Regions from separate parts of the Mus musculus genome. Here region 1 is linked to region 2. The links are chromatin contacts, called in public HiChIP or PLAC-seq maps. All regions are on one chromosome and are shown on one strand. The core of a region is the stretch at or near the end of the contact, and the rest is flanking DNA. Distances in the headings are between cores, read along the strand shown.

Evidence for each region. HiChIP or PLAC-seq counts read pairs in DNA pulled down with a chosen protein or histone mark.
Region 1: an H3K27ac HiChIP or PLAC-seq map of trophoblast stem cells shows a contact between it and region 2, with 4 times the contacts expected there. The contact joins two enhancer-like sites. A contact is called at or near these places in 3 of 39 promoter capture datasets (the C10 cell line, neutrophils and pre-B cells) and 1 of 115 datasets of contacts at active chromatin or transcription factors (trophoblast stem cells).

What each region holds. Positions count from the first base shown.
Region 1 is chr9:7,903,810-7,909,908 of GRCm38.p6, reverse strand. No RefSeq gene overlaps it. Among named protein-coding and RNA genes, the nearest start is that of Birc3, 34 kb to the right of the region's middle. Within about 2 kb of position 2,053, at least 19 of the 459 cell types and tissues checked have an H3K27ac peak or open chromatin away from gene starts, as enhancers often do. A contact at or near this core is called in trophoblast stem cells, where this site is marked.
Region 2 is chr9:7,450,846-7,457,970 of GRCm38.p6, reverse strand. It overlaps Mmp3 (matrix metallopeptidase 3), which reads right to left. Exons shown (of 10, transcript NM_010809.2): 7 at 6,631-6,764; 8 at 6,073-6,232; 9 at 4,252-4,355; 10 at 1,996-2,381. The coding sequence ends at 2,281. Among named protein-coding and RNA genes, the nearest start is that of Mmp3, 8.6 kb to the right of the region's middle. Within about 2 kb of position 2,935, at least 9 of the 459 cell types and tissues checked have an H3K27ac peak or open chromatin away from gene starts, as enhancers often do. A contact at or near this core is called in trophoblast stem cells, where this site is marked.

The DNA of each region.
Region 1 (6,099 bases), core at 804-3,303, 450 kb before region 2:
CCTTCCGGGCCTCTAGGTACCTCGTTAACATGAAAACTCTGTTCTGGACACAAGACCAACATGGGAGTGCAGCACATGTTCCAGGCCAGGTATCTGGCAGGGAGCAGGAAGTTGCCTAAGTCTCAGGCAAGTGCCCAGAAACTGGGAACTCAGACCAGCTTGGTCTTATCAAGTATCCTGGCAAGGTCCCGAGTCCCACATTCTCTCTCACCTCCCTCGCTACCTTGAATCTTGGTGTCTGGGCTGTGCCTGAGTATGTTATGGCTCTGTTCCAAGTGCTTCAGTGGAGCGGTAGCCCTCAGAGCATAAAACCAGTGCTTAGCCAGTCACTTTTATTCCTTTTTCACTAATAAATAGAAGCCACTAGAAGAGAAAATACACAACCCCTTAACAGCAAAAGCACCTAATGCCTGCATTTGCTCCTGGGGTGGCGGGATGGTGGGGGTGTCTCACCATGAATTCTTCACACTCTGAAGGCCAACACTGTGTGCTTGCACTCTGTACTCTCAGCCACTGTCAACATCCCCTCTCTCCCCCATGTTATCTCTTCTACTCCCTTCCCCTTCCCCCTTTTGAGACAGAATTCCATGTAGCCCAGGCCTAGAACTTGCTATGAAGACAAGTACTCTGCCATTAATGTACATCAGGCAAGGCCTCTTGAGGACACATTCTCTCTATCAGTCAGGGTTCTCTAAGTTGAGACTGATGCAGGGGCTAGAGAGATGGTTTGAAAGAACCTAGTGGGGAAACCCCCACTCAACTTCTGATTCAGTGTCCACCCAAGAATCACGAACAGACTATCTTGATGTAAATACACGAGGTAGTTTAATGGCACAGCTCCGGGTCAAAACGTATCTCATGCAGGAGACAGTGGATTCGACCACGAGGCTTGAGGCTTGAAAGCTAGGGGTTTTTATAGAAAAGGGTCTGGGGCTGGGGGAGGAATTGGCGCGGTTTCACATGATTGGTCCATTTAAACATCAGCGGACTGTACATGCAGATCGAGGTAACAGCAAAGCGTCTGGTTAACATTTAACTTAGGTCAGAAGGGCAGGAGATAGGGAGGCGCCGGGCCAGTCTGGACATTCTTGTATGTCTTCCCTATCTTTATGGCTAGTTGGTTCCTGGAATGACTTTGCAGCCTTTGTTCTTTGCTCTGAGCCCAAAAAACCCTCCTAACTAGTAAGCCGCATGAGTCATGGACCTTGAATAAACTTTCTGGCTAGGGCTTTGAAGTCTTGAATTTAGTTTTCTTACTTTCAGGTTCAGTGTTTAAAAGCACTGGATGCTAGACCCAGGTTTGATTCCCAGCACCCCTGTCTGTGGTGGCTCATAACTATCCATAACTAGAGTTTGCAGTGGCTCATAACTATCCATAACTAGAGTTTGCAGGGGGGCAGGAGGGGTGCAGGAGGGGGGCGGGAGGGGGGCGGGAGGGGGGCTGATGCCTTTATGAGGTATACAGATTTACATGCAGACAAAGCACCATTAAAGGAAAGAAAAATGGGTTTGGGAGATGGTTCACTGACTGCTCTTCCAGAGGTCCTGAGTTCAATTCCTAGCAACCACATTGTGTCTCACAACCATCTGTAATGGGATAAGTTGCCCTCTTCTAGTGTGTCTGAAGACAATGACAGAGTAGTCATATACATAAAATAAATAAATAAATAAATCGAGAGAGAGAGAGAGAGAGAGAGAGAGAGAGACAGAGAGAGAGAGACAGAGAGAGAGAGAGAGAGAGAGAGAGAGAGAGAGACAGAGAGAGAGAGGAGTTGGGACTTTCTCCATGACCAGCTTCAGCTTCCTTTCTGTTCACATTGATTCTTTGAACTGCAGGGCTAGGGTTTACCCTTGTTGCCTATCCATGCATTTTGCCCCTGGGGAGACTGTTCTGTTAAGCATTTCTGTCACTCCCCAGCTTGGGCTTCCTTGGCTATTCCTACTGATCTTGTCAGTCATTACAGTAATAACATAGTTCTGTTTCTTACTAGGAAGGCCTCCCCACCCTGTTGCTTCAGGGTCTAACCTCCTCAGGGTTCTGAAAGATCCTTTGTTCTGTAAAGATCCTTTGTCTCTGCATCAGTCCTGTCCAGCAGAGCCATCACTGAACTCCCTGAAGCTTGTCAGTCAGTGCTTCTACAGCAAAATAGCTGACTCATAGTCACAGGGGTTTGCAGATGCTGATTCTTGCAGCTGTGGAAAAGAAATTCAAGGCAGTGCAGGCCAGTTCAATGTTGTGATCCTCCTGGGGGGAAGATGAAGGGAAGCTAGTTGGGCTGGTGAGATGGTTCTTCAGGTAAGAGCACTGACTGCTCTTCCTTAAAGTTCAAATCCCAGCAACCACATGGTGGCTTGCAACCACCCGTAATAAGATCTGATGCCCTCTTCTGGCGCATCTGAATATAGCTACAGTGTACTTATGTATAATAATAAATAAATCTTTAAAAAAAAGGCAAGCTAGTTGAAAATGGTGAGAAACCTTTTCTAGTAGTCTCACACACAAGGAGAGAGCTGTAATGGTCTCATGACCTTAAAGGTCCCACTTCTTTTGCTATCACATTGGTAACACCTGACTTTGGAAGGAGACATATTCAAACCATAGGCATGAGGCTAGTCCCCTATCACTAGTGCATTTCTTATATAACTTTGGCAAATACTGTGCCATTGGTAACAGCCTTCCTGTACATGACGTCCCAGTCAGCCTTGGCAGCATATTCTTTTTAGCAACTTCATTAAAGTCCACTTTTCTAAACTTCTACTACCGCCTTCTGCTTCACCTCACTGCCTTGCTTTCACTCTGCCATGCTTTGGCTCTTGAACATCCCCAATGGACCATGTGTTGAAGGCTGAATCCCCAGGCTGTGGCGCTACTGGAGCATGAAGAGGTAGACACAAATAAGTGTGTTCTCCAACAAAGTTGATTTCATGTAGTGTGTAGCACGACTCCCTAACTTTTCCTTACTTCTTTAAACCACACAAGTGGTGTCTGCCACACCTCCTGGCTATGTTTTCTAGTTATTGAGTCCTTTATTTTGCTCCGGGCTAATGAGCTAACTTCTCATATCTGTCTTCTGCTCCAGTTTTCTCAAGTTGATTCTAAACAGGCTGTCTCCTGCCAGTAGCTGGTCTGGCCACAGCTTTGCAGTCATTCATTTCCTTATCACAGTCAGTGTGATCCCATCTAGGTTATATTGTAACTTAAGACTGTTATTACTAGCCTTGGGGTCAGAAGCTTCTGTAGGGACTGATCCTGGGACAGGGCAGCAGATAAGGCCTCTTAAGTGTAAATTACTTTAAGGGTAAGCCAAAATCTTGCTTCCAGAGAACATAGAAGCTTTTTACTGTAAGCACTGGATATAATTATATTCCTTCTGAAACAGTTTGTGTAATGATAACTAATTATTTTAAGCCCAAAGGCAGTAAAATACATTTCCTTCAGGCTTTTACCTATTTATACCTGATCGACATTTTCCATATCCTCTTCCAGTTGTTTGAGACTTAAGGATGCTGTAATTGGTCTGAGAGATGACTTCTCTGAGAGAAGGCAAGGCTCATGGCCAAAGATACAAGAACACTGTGATTTATCGTCTACTTGGTGTTTATAATACAGAGTCTCATGTAGCCCAGTTGTCTTTATTAACTTTTATTTTGCTGTAAAGAGACACCATGACCAAGGCAACTCTTATAAAGAAAAATATTTAATTGGAGCTGGTTTATATTTTCAGAGGCTTAGTCCATTATCATCACTGCAGAAATCATGGCAGCAGGGGGGCAGACAATATTCTGGAGAAGGAGCTGAGAGTTCTACATCTTGATCCACAGGCAGCAGAAAGGAGGCTGTGGATGACACTGGGCATAGCTTGAGCATAGGAGACCTCAAAGCCTGCCCCTACAGTGTCACACTTTCTCTAACAAGGCCACACCTCTGAAGAGTACCATTACCTGTGGGCCAAGCATTCAAAGTTTATGGGGTGAGGGGGGATACCTAGTCAAACCACCACAGCAGTATATCATCAAACATCTAATCCTCCTGCCTTAGCCTCCTTAGTGCTAGACTTTTACGCATGAACCGCCAAGCCTGGTTTATGCTGCCTCACTGGGGCTTTGTGGACACAAATACTCTATCAACTGTCATATCCTCAGTGAAGCTTTAATTATCCAAGCAAGGATGACCTTAGACATCTGGTTGTCTCCCATTGTAATACTAAACTTACAGGTGTGTGACACCATGTCCAGTTTATTCAGTGTTGGGGCTCAAGCACAGCAATTTGTGCATGCAGGGCAAGCCCTTTACCAACACACACCCAGCCTCCAGCCCAGCTTTTGTTATTTACTAAAAGAGATAGCTTTTGTACTTGTTGACAGGCAAAGAAAGTGTAAGAATTGGTCTCCATTCCTACTGAGCAGTAAATTGGTAGCAGTACACAGCTGATTTGTTACAGCAAAGTGATGATTCCTTTAGATATATAATGTGCTCTTCCAGAGATTTGATTATCAGCACCTATATAGTGGCTCAGAACTATCTGTAATTCCAATTCCAGGGGCCATGAAGTGACCTTCCTGAGCACCAGGCCTGCATACAGGCAAAACATTCATACTACTACTACTACTCCTACTACTAAATATATGCTTGTCTTCACAGTAACGTTCACTATAACTGGCATTTGAGGGGCTTCGGGCTCTAGCTCCCAGAATAGTCCGTCCCAAAGCACAGATGGGTAATGCTCCAAAAATGCAATTGAAAATCACCTTAGAGGCCTGGGCACTGTTTCCTCAGAAACAATAAGTGAGGGTCAATCGTACCTGACCTCACCCCCAGCAGCCTCCAGCATGTGGACATACTGAAATCTGTCCGACAGTAGGATGATCTGGCATGCCCTCTTTCTCCCCCCTCTGTCTCCTTCTGTACCGTAATCTTATCTGCTCTCTACAGTGGCCAGTGACATCTAAAACAGAATCCTCATCATATAGCTTACTACCTGAAACTCTACCAGAGAACACTGTAGTAAATACATGTTGGTTTTAGCTCCACATCTTTCTTTATTCTTTAAACATTTCTATCTGTTTTCTTCTAGGAGATACACAGATGGAACATGCCTTCCCCAACTCCATCAGCTCTTTGTTCCACACCTCCCGGCTGATGACATCATGTCTGTTCTCAAACCTAACCTACACATGTATGTGTGATTTTATGTGACAACATATGATCTAGGAACCACAAATTTGAGAAAGTATTCTTCCTGAGACTGGCGTGATAATCTTAATCTGTTGTGTCCCTATCCTTTCAATAATCTTTCAGTTGTCCGCTACCCTCATGGCTAGGAGCTCAGTCTTGGCTGTGATCCAAGCTTTGTTTGGTTTTGGTTTTTGTCTTTTAAAAGGTTTTATTTTTATTACATTGCATCTTTTTGTGTGTGTGTGTGTGTGTGTGTGTGTGTGTGTGTGTGTGTGTGTGTATGTGTGTGGGTGTGTCCTGGCATGCATGTGGAGGACAACCTGAGGAAGTCAACTCTTTCTTCCCACCATGTGGTTTCTTCCAAGGATTGAACTCTGGTTCTCAGGCTGAGTTGCAAGCATCCTCTGAGACCTCTCACTGATCCACAACTCACTTTAAGACCTGGTTTGTTTTCATACAGACTCAAATACTTCCACGTAGTATTTTCTTTATGTGGAATTTCCTGAGAGATTCCTGATTAAAGCTAAGTGGGAACTGTTTTGGAAGTCTTCCTACTGCCAGAGAGCGGGGGTGGGGGTGGGGTGGGGGGTACTTGTCTCTCGGCTTCCTAAGCACTTTCATCATAGCTGAGAGTGCTGACTAATCCATGGGATTTTCATTATGAGAAACTCGAACCCTGTCCTGTCTGGTGACCCAGGCCTGTTACCTTAGCATTTGGGAGGTAGAAGCCGGAAGGACAGAGGTTCAGGATAATCCCCAGGTACATAGTGAATTGAAAGCCAGCCTGGATATGTGAAATCCTGTCTTAAAATATTATCAACAGCAACCACAGTTCCCTCTCTATTCTCTGGAGCTCACTCTAGAGTCTAGACAGAAACAGAAATCGGTAATTACAGAGAACTGTGAGGGACCCTTCTGTAGGC
Region 2 (7,125 bases), core at 1,686-4,185:
TATTTATATTATATAATATAATTTCACTGATTGGTGAGCTGCTGGGTTTTTACCTTCTCATTGCATCAAATTCAATCTTCTGACGGTTTATTGCTAACTCCTCAGTAGATCCCCAGCATCTGTTCTCCTTCCCCCTACCCTCAGGTCAGACAGTCCGCACTTCCTGTAAACACAGAGTACTAGACCTTTTTAGTGTCAAAGGTTCTGGGGACAATAGGTACTAAGCCATTCTGGAGCCTTTAGGTAAAATCTACAGAAGAGAATCAGAATAGAAGAGTGCAGGGGCCAGAAGCTAGATCACAGCAAAGTCTACAGCCTTTCTTCATGTTGACTGTCCTTTGTACAAAGCTGCTTAGAAATTTCTTCTGCTTATATATTCTCATTTTCCAACCTTCCACCACAGCCAGATTCTGTTCTGTGTTTTCCCCAGCCCTAACATCTTCTCTTGAAAGTATATAGTTCCAAGAAGAGCATCCTAGAAGTATACACAAAAGTGTGTTTTCTTTTATAACTCCTTAACATTATAACTGTTTCTCCAGATTTATGATTATTTGTACATCTTTGCTAGATTTTAATGATGATTATAATTATCCCAATGAAGCCAGGAATTGTATGCATACTTTTGGGTTTCTATACCTCTAGTCTATCAAAATGCCTGGCACTTGGAATATGATTAATAAATTATTGTCTAGTGGATAAAAAGTCTAAAGGTAACTGTGAGCCCTCTGCATGTTAGGCATTAAAATTCAAGTGATACTGAGGGATGAGAAATGGGTTTTGTAATTGCCCTTTGCAAATGGACTTCACCTTGTGGCACATACAGATACAAAATGAGCACAAGATGATTAGTTCTCCTTTTTTGTTTGTTTGTTTGTTTGTTTGTTTGTTTTGAGACAGGGTTTCTCTGTGTAGCCCTGGCTGTCCTGGAACCACTTTGTAGACCAGGCTGTCCTCAAACTCAGAAATCCGCCTGCCTCTACCTCCCAAGTGCTGGGATTAAAGGTGTACACCACCACCATCCGGCTCTCCTCCTCCTCCTCCTCCTCCTCCTCCTCCTCCTCCTCCTCCTCCTCCTCCTCCTCCTCCTCCTCCTCCTCCTCTTCTTCCTGGACTTGGTCTTCTTCTTCTTGGTCTTGTTTTTCTTGTTCTTCTTGTTCTTCTTGTTCATCTTGTTCTTCTCCTTCTCCTCCTCCTCCATGAATGTATGTATGTATGTATGTATGTATGTATGTATGTATGTATGTATATATATAAAATCTATTCACTTATTTATTTGAGACAGAATCCCATTTACTTCTCTTTCTTCCTTTCTCTCTCTCTTTCTCCCTCCTTCCCCCTCTCCCCCCCTCTTCCTTCCTTCCTTCCTTCCTTCCTTCCTTCCTTCCTTCCTTCCTTCTTTCCTTTCTTTCTTTTTTTCTTTGAGACAGGGTCCCACTATACAGCTCTGGTTATTATGGAACTCACTATGTAGATCAGGCTGGCCTTCTTTCTCAAGTGCTGGGATTAAAGGGGTGCACAACCATGCCCAGTACAAGATGATATTTTCATGTATACACAGGGTAGTTGTGAGCCACGTTGATGATTGAGACAGGAAGGAACAATGCTGAGGAAATATGTAAGCTAATGGATAGCCTTGACTCCCTCATTTGCAAAATGAGGCATTCAAACTAGTTTGCTGTGAGTACATACATGATAGTACTCACATTGTAGTTATTAAAAGCTAGCCCTGTAATGTCAGCCTCACCCTTAGCTTTTTCCATTGGATATGGCAGAAAACATATGTCTAGGTGGAGAGAATGCCCTTTTTGTATTTTCCTGTTTGTAGTGGTACATTAGCCGAGCAAGTGTTCCATTTTCTTTATGAATAAACTCAGCATGGAGACAGCAAATGTGCTACTTCCAGGAACCCAGCATCTCAAGTGATGTATTGCTCAGTCCATCACTGCCCAAGGTCCTGAGCACTTGTTCTGGAAATCAACAAGCAAGCAACCATAATTTAATAAACGACACACAATCTTTATTAAATAAAACAAACCATCTACACAGTTCAGACACTTGTTTGTGGCCCAGGAGTGCCTTCCCTCCTCTCCTTGGGACACAGTGTAAGCTACACAGTGCTTCTGAACATCCTTTGACAACTTGACGTTGACTGGTGTCATCCATAGCTCCTGTTTGGTTCTGCCATAGCACATGCTGAACAAAGCACTTCCTTTCACAAAGACTCAGATGAAGAACTATAAGCATCAGTTAAAACACAGGATGCCTTCCTTGGATCTCTTTTTAACAATTAAACCAGCTATTGCTCTTCAATATGTGGGTCACTTTTTTGGCATTTGGGTCAAATTCCAACTGCGAAGATCCACTGAAGAAGTAGAGAAACCCTGTATGTAAAGATGAGAGAGCCCTTGAGTCACTTTCTTCAAAGTAAAAATTTGGGAAAGTTAAAAAAAAAAAAAAAAAAAAAAAAAAACCTCAGTGAAAGGTAAGTGGAAAGCAGAAAGAATCAGGGGTGTGAGTCAGTGGAGAGACACTTGCCTAGCGTGCTCCATGTCCTGGATTCAAACCCTTGCTCCTCTGAGAAGTCAGCAGCAAGAACAAACAACAGAGTCTCTGTACTTTTACTACATGACAGGAAGAATGTCAAGCATTTAACAAAACTACTATTTAAACAATTTGGCTGGGCAAGAGCTCTGTTAAGTAAATCTAATCACATCTTTCTGATAAAGGAGTTGAAAACAGAAGGAAATACTTGTCCCATCATACTGTGCAAGTCAGGAGGGAGATCTTGCTGCCTTTAGGGTAGGAGGAAGATCTCTTGCTTTTCTGCTTTCTATTCAGGAAGAAAATTCCTTCTTGTTTGAATCTATGATCTATTTCCTTTCTTCCTAACCCCTCCCTCCTTCCTGTGTCATATCCTAGCCCAAGGCTTTTCAGGACCTAGGGAAGATTAGTCACCACACCCCTTCCGGACCGTCTGCACTGTCAATAAAGATCACTAGCTTTTACTCACTTACCCTTTCATAGGAAACACATCTTTTAAGCTTTAGGTAATGGAAAGGGGAATGTTTACAAGGAACCAAAGTTGTCTGTCATTAAAGGAGTCAGGAAAGACAAAGTCTGAGATTGAGTGGTTCAAACAGGTTGGGTAGAGAAGGCCTTACCAGGGCCCAACCACTGATGGGAGCTTTGGAAGAACATCACAAAGCCAGGCAGTGGTGGCCATGCCTTTAATTCCAGCACTTGGAAGGCAGAGGTAGGTAAATTTCAGAGTTCGAGGACAGCCTGGTCTACAAAGTGAGTTCCAGGACAGCCAGGGCTATACAGAGAAACCCTGTTTCAAAACAAACAAACAAAAAACCAAAAAGAAAAAAAAAACCAACAAAAACCCCAAAAAACAACAACAACAACAATAAAAACAAAAAGAAAGAGAAAGAAAGGCTCACAAAGTGAGGCAGTGACTTGTCAGCACTTTGGTCTTTCGCTTCTGCATAAGATAATACTACTCAGCTATTAAAAAGAATGAATTTATGAAATTCCTAGGCAAATGGTTGGACCTGGAGGGCCTCCAAATGCTGACACCATTGCATATACTAGCAAGATTTTGCTGAAAAGACCCTGATATAGCTGTCTCTTATGAGACTATTCTGGGGCCTAGCAAACACAGAAGTGGATGCTCACAGTCAGCTATTGGATGGATCACAGGGCCCCCAATGGTGGAGCTAGAGAAAGTACCCAAGGAGCTAAAGGGGTCTGCAACCCTATAGGTGGAACAACAATATGAACTAACCAGTACCCCCAGAGCTCGTGTTTCAATCAAAAGATGGCCTAGTCAGCCATCAGTGGAAAGACAGGCCCATTGGTCATGCAAACTTTATATGCCTCAGTACAGGGGAATGCCAGGGCCAAAAAGTGGGAGTTGGTGGGTAGGGGAGTTGGGGGGGGAGAGTATGGGGGACTTTTGGGATAGCATTGGAAATGTAAATGAGGAAAATACCTAATAAAAATATTTAAAAAGGAAAAAAAAGATAGAGGCATTTTTTGTTAATCACCTTCATGAGTCAAAGCAGCTCACCCAAGGAGAGCTGCAATGGCCACGAAAACAAAGGGGTTGAAATTTTTGGAAGGAAGGAGACTACTGAGGTTTGTTTGTTTGTTTTTTTAACCGTGTTATTAAAATTATTTCTCTTCTGTTCTCTCATACCACAGAGTATGTCAAGGGCCCCATTGCCAACAGAATAAGTGTCCTCTTACCAAATGCTTCAAAGACAGCATCCACCCTTGAGTCAACACCTGGAAAGTCCTCAGCTATCTTCCTGGGAAATCCTGGCTCCATGGATTGTTTCTTCTCATCAAACCTGCCCAAAATGACAGAAGTACAGCTCAGCAGTGCATGGAGGGTGTGCTCCCCACACTCGTGAGCGCTGTGCAACTCTAGTAGCCTTTCCAAGTTCTGCACATACATGGCAAGCTTACTTAGCACCATGTGGTTTTAATAAGCTAAAGTTTAGCTCTTAAAACCATAGCTGTGCTTCTTCTCTTCCTTCTCTGCATGGCTACCCATTCTCTCTTTCTCTCTCCCTCTCCTCCCCACTTCCCCTTTGGCAACTTCCCAGACCTCTGTCCCCAGAGCCAGTGAACTAGCTGGCACCCAGAGCAGCTTCCCAATAAATCTGCCTTTAATATAGTCTTTAAAAAATAGCTCCAAGAAGAACAGAGACAACAGCCTACTACAGGAATACTGTTTGTTACTGTTTTTCTTAAATCTGGCTTAGAGAATCATCATCCTTTTTCATCCACAAGTACATGATCATATGAATATACAACCATATGTATTCATGTATGTATGCATGTGCACACATGTGTGGACTGAGTTACTGATCAGAAATACAATTCCTATGGCTAGCAATGCCTTTGTGGTTAAGAGCACTTTTGCTGTTGTTTCCCCATAACTGGAGTTCATATCCCCATACAAATTCAGGTGACTTATAGCTGCCTGTAATTCCAGGGTCAGAGAAACTAATGGATCCCTCTTCTAGCCTCTGTGGGCACCTGCATGAACATGCAGATATTCTCACACAGAAATACCTTCATAGATAGAAGTGGAATATTGTGGCTGCAGTAATGGCTCAGGTGTTAAGAGCACTAGCTGCTTTTATGAGGGTTCCAGGTTAGGTCCCCAGAACCCACATGGTGGCTCCCAACCATCTGTCGCTCCTATTCCTGAGAAATTCTATGCACATTTCTGCCTCTAAGGGCACTGTAAGCATGTGATGCATACACACACACACACACACACACACACACACAGAGAGAGAGAGAGAGAGAGAATACTCATATACACAAATAATAAAACTATTTTTAAAAATTAAATACACTTTCCATTTCACCATTATAAGTAGACTGTTTATATCTTCTTTTCCTTCCTGTGCATTGATTTTTTTTTTTTTAATGAAAGCTCCCATAGCAAAAGAGACTGAACAAGAAGCAAAGTACTGTAAGTATGGTTTTGACTCATGGGCTTTACACTGGATGGTCTGCCCTGATGCCTAGGACTCAGTAATCCTATAAGGAAGCAGTCCTGAGTGAGAGCCATGAAACAGGTCTGCTGTAGTGTCTCCTCTCTATGCAAGCAGAGGTCAGCAGAATGTGAGCTCAGCTGCAGTCCTTGAGAGGAAGATAAGACGCACACATGGGAGACAATGAGAACTCTGGGGCTCTGGTAAAGGACCAGTTAACTGAGATGTGGGCTCTCAGTGAGGAAGTAAAGGCCAGCTGGACCTGAAAGTGAGGGACTTAAGCCTGAACTGGAAGTGTATGTGCAGGATTGAACAGGTAAAGGAGAGAAGATGGCCTCTCAGCAGGAGGGGAGAAGGAAGTCCTACTTTACTGAATAGGAAGGAGCTGGGGAATAACAGGTAGGATGGGCAGGGGTGGGGAGGTGAGTCTCTAAACAGGAACACCTAACTGCCTTTTGGCAGCTGCTGCTGTTTAAAAGCCCTTCCCATAGTTGCCAGAGGGAGAAAGTAATTCTCCACTCAGTCTCTAAGCTAAGGCATCCTCACAGAATCCCACCTCCAGTATTTGTCCTCTACAAAGAAGTAGGTCTTCCTTTTCTCTTTATTAGAAATGGCAGCATCGATCTTCTTCACGGTTGCAGGGAGACCCAGGGTGTGAATGCTTTTAGGATAACCTGCTAGCTCCTCGTGCCCTCGTATAGCCCAGAACTGATTTCCTACACAAAAACAAAGCAACAACAGAAACACCATCGTGTTAAAAAGTCCAGGAATTATGGCTTGCGGTTCTGGAAACACATTCTTAGCACCCTCACTTTAGTGGTGAAGATGGAGTCCAAGTTTTAGATTTATGCCTTAGGTTTGTGGTGTGCATGCAACAAAAATGTTCACATGGAAACAATCATCAAAGATCAAATGAGGGAATTTTCAACTTGGACCATGTCTCTCCTCAAGTTAATTTTTTTATCTCTAAATTATAAACATGCTGGCTTTATGTATTTCTTTATTCTCTTTGGCTATTTTTTATACAGAATTTGACACAGTTGAGAAAAGTACTGTTTACTTTCCTTCCAGAGGCTTGTCTCACTAAGTTAAAGCGATATTATGTAATAATTACCTTTAAAAATGAAAACAGTGTCTCTGTTAGTAACCTCATATGCAGCATCCATGTTGGATGGAAGAGATGGCCAAAATGAAGAGATCAAATAAAATTCAGGCTCAGGAGTCCTGAGAGATTTGCGCCAAAAGTGCCTAAAAGCAGATGTTAAAAATGTGACAATTAAAAAACAACCATTGTCTTTAACATTATGTCTCCTGTCCAAATTCCAAATTCACCCATAATCCCTTCATTTTCTTATCCTCGGGGTTGGATGTGCAAAATATAAGAATGTTGTTACTGGGAAAATCCCACCTCTCCCTCTCCCACTACCCCTCTCCTCCAAAAGAAGTCTGCAGCATACCTCCTGTCATAGATTTATAGAGGAATATCTGTGAAAGCAAATTTTCTTACTGTGTCAATTAATTAGTTTAGCATAAGCTTTAACTAAATGTAATACATATGAAACAGTATATATCTCCTACATTTCCCCAAAAGACTGTGTGTGTGTATGTG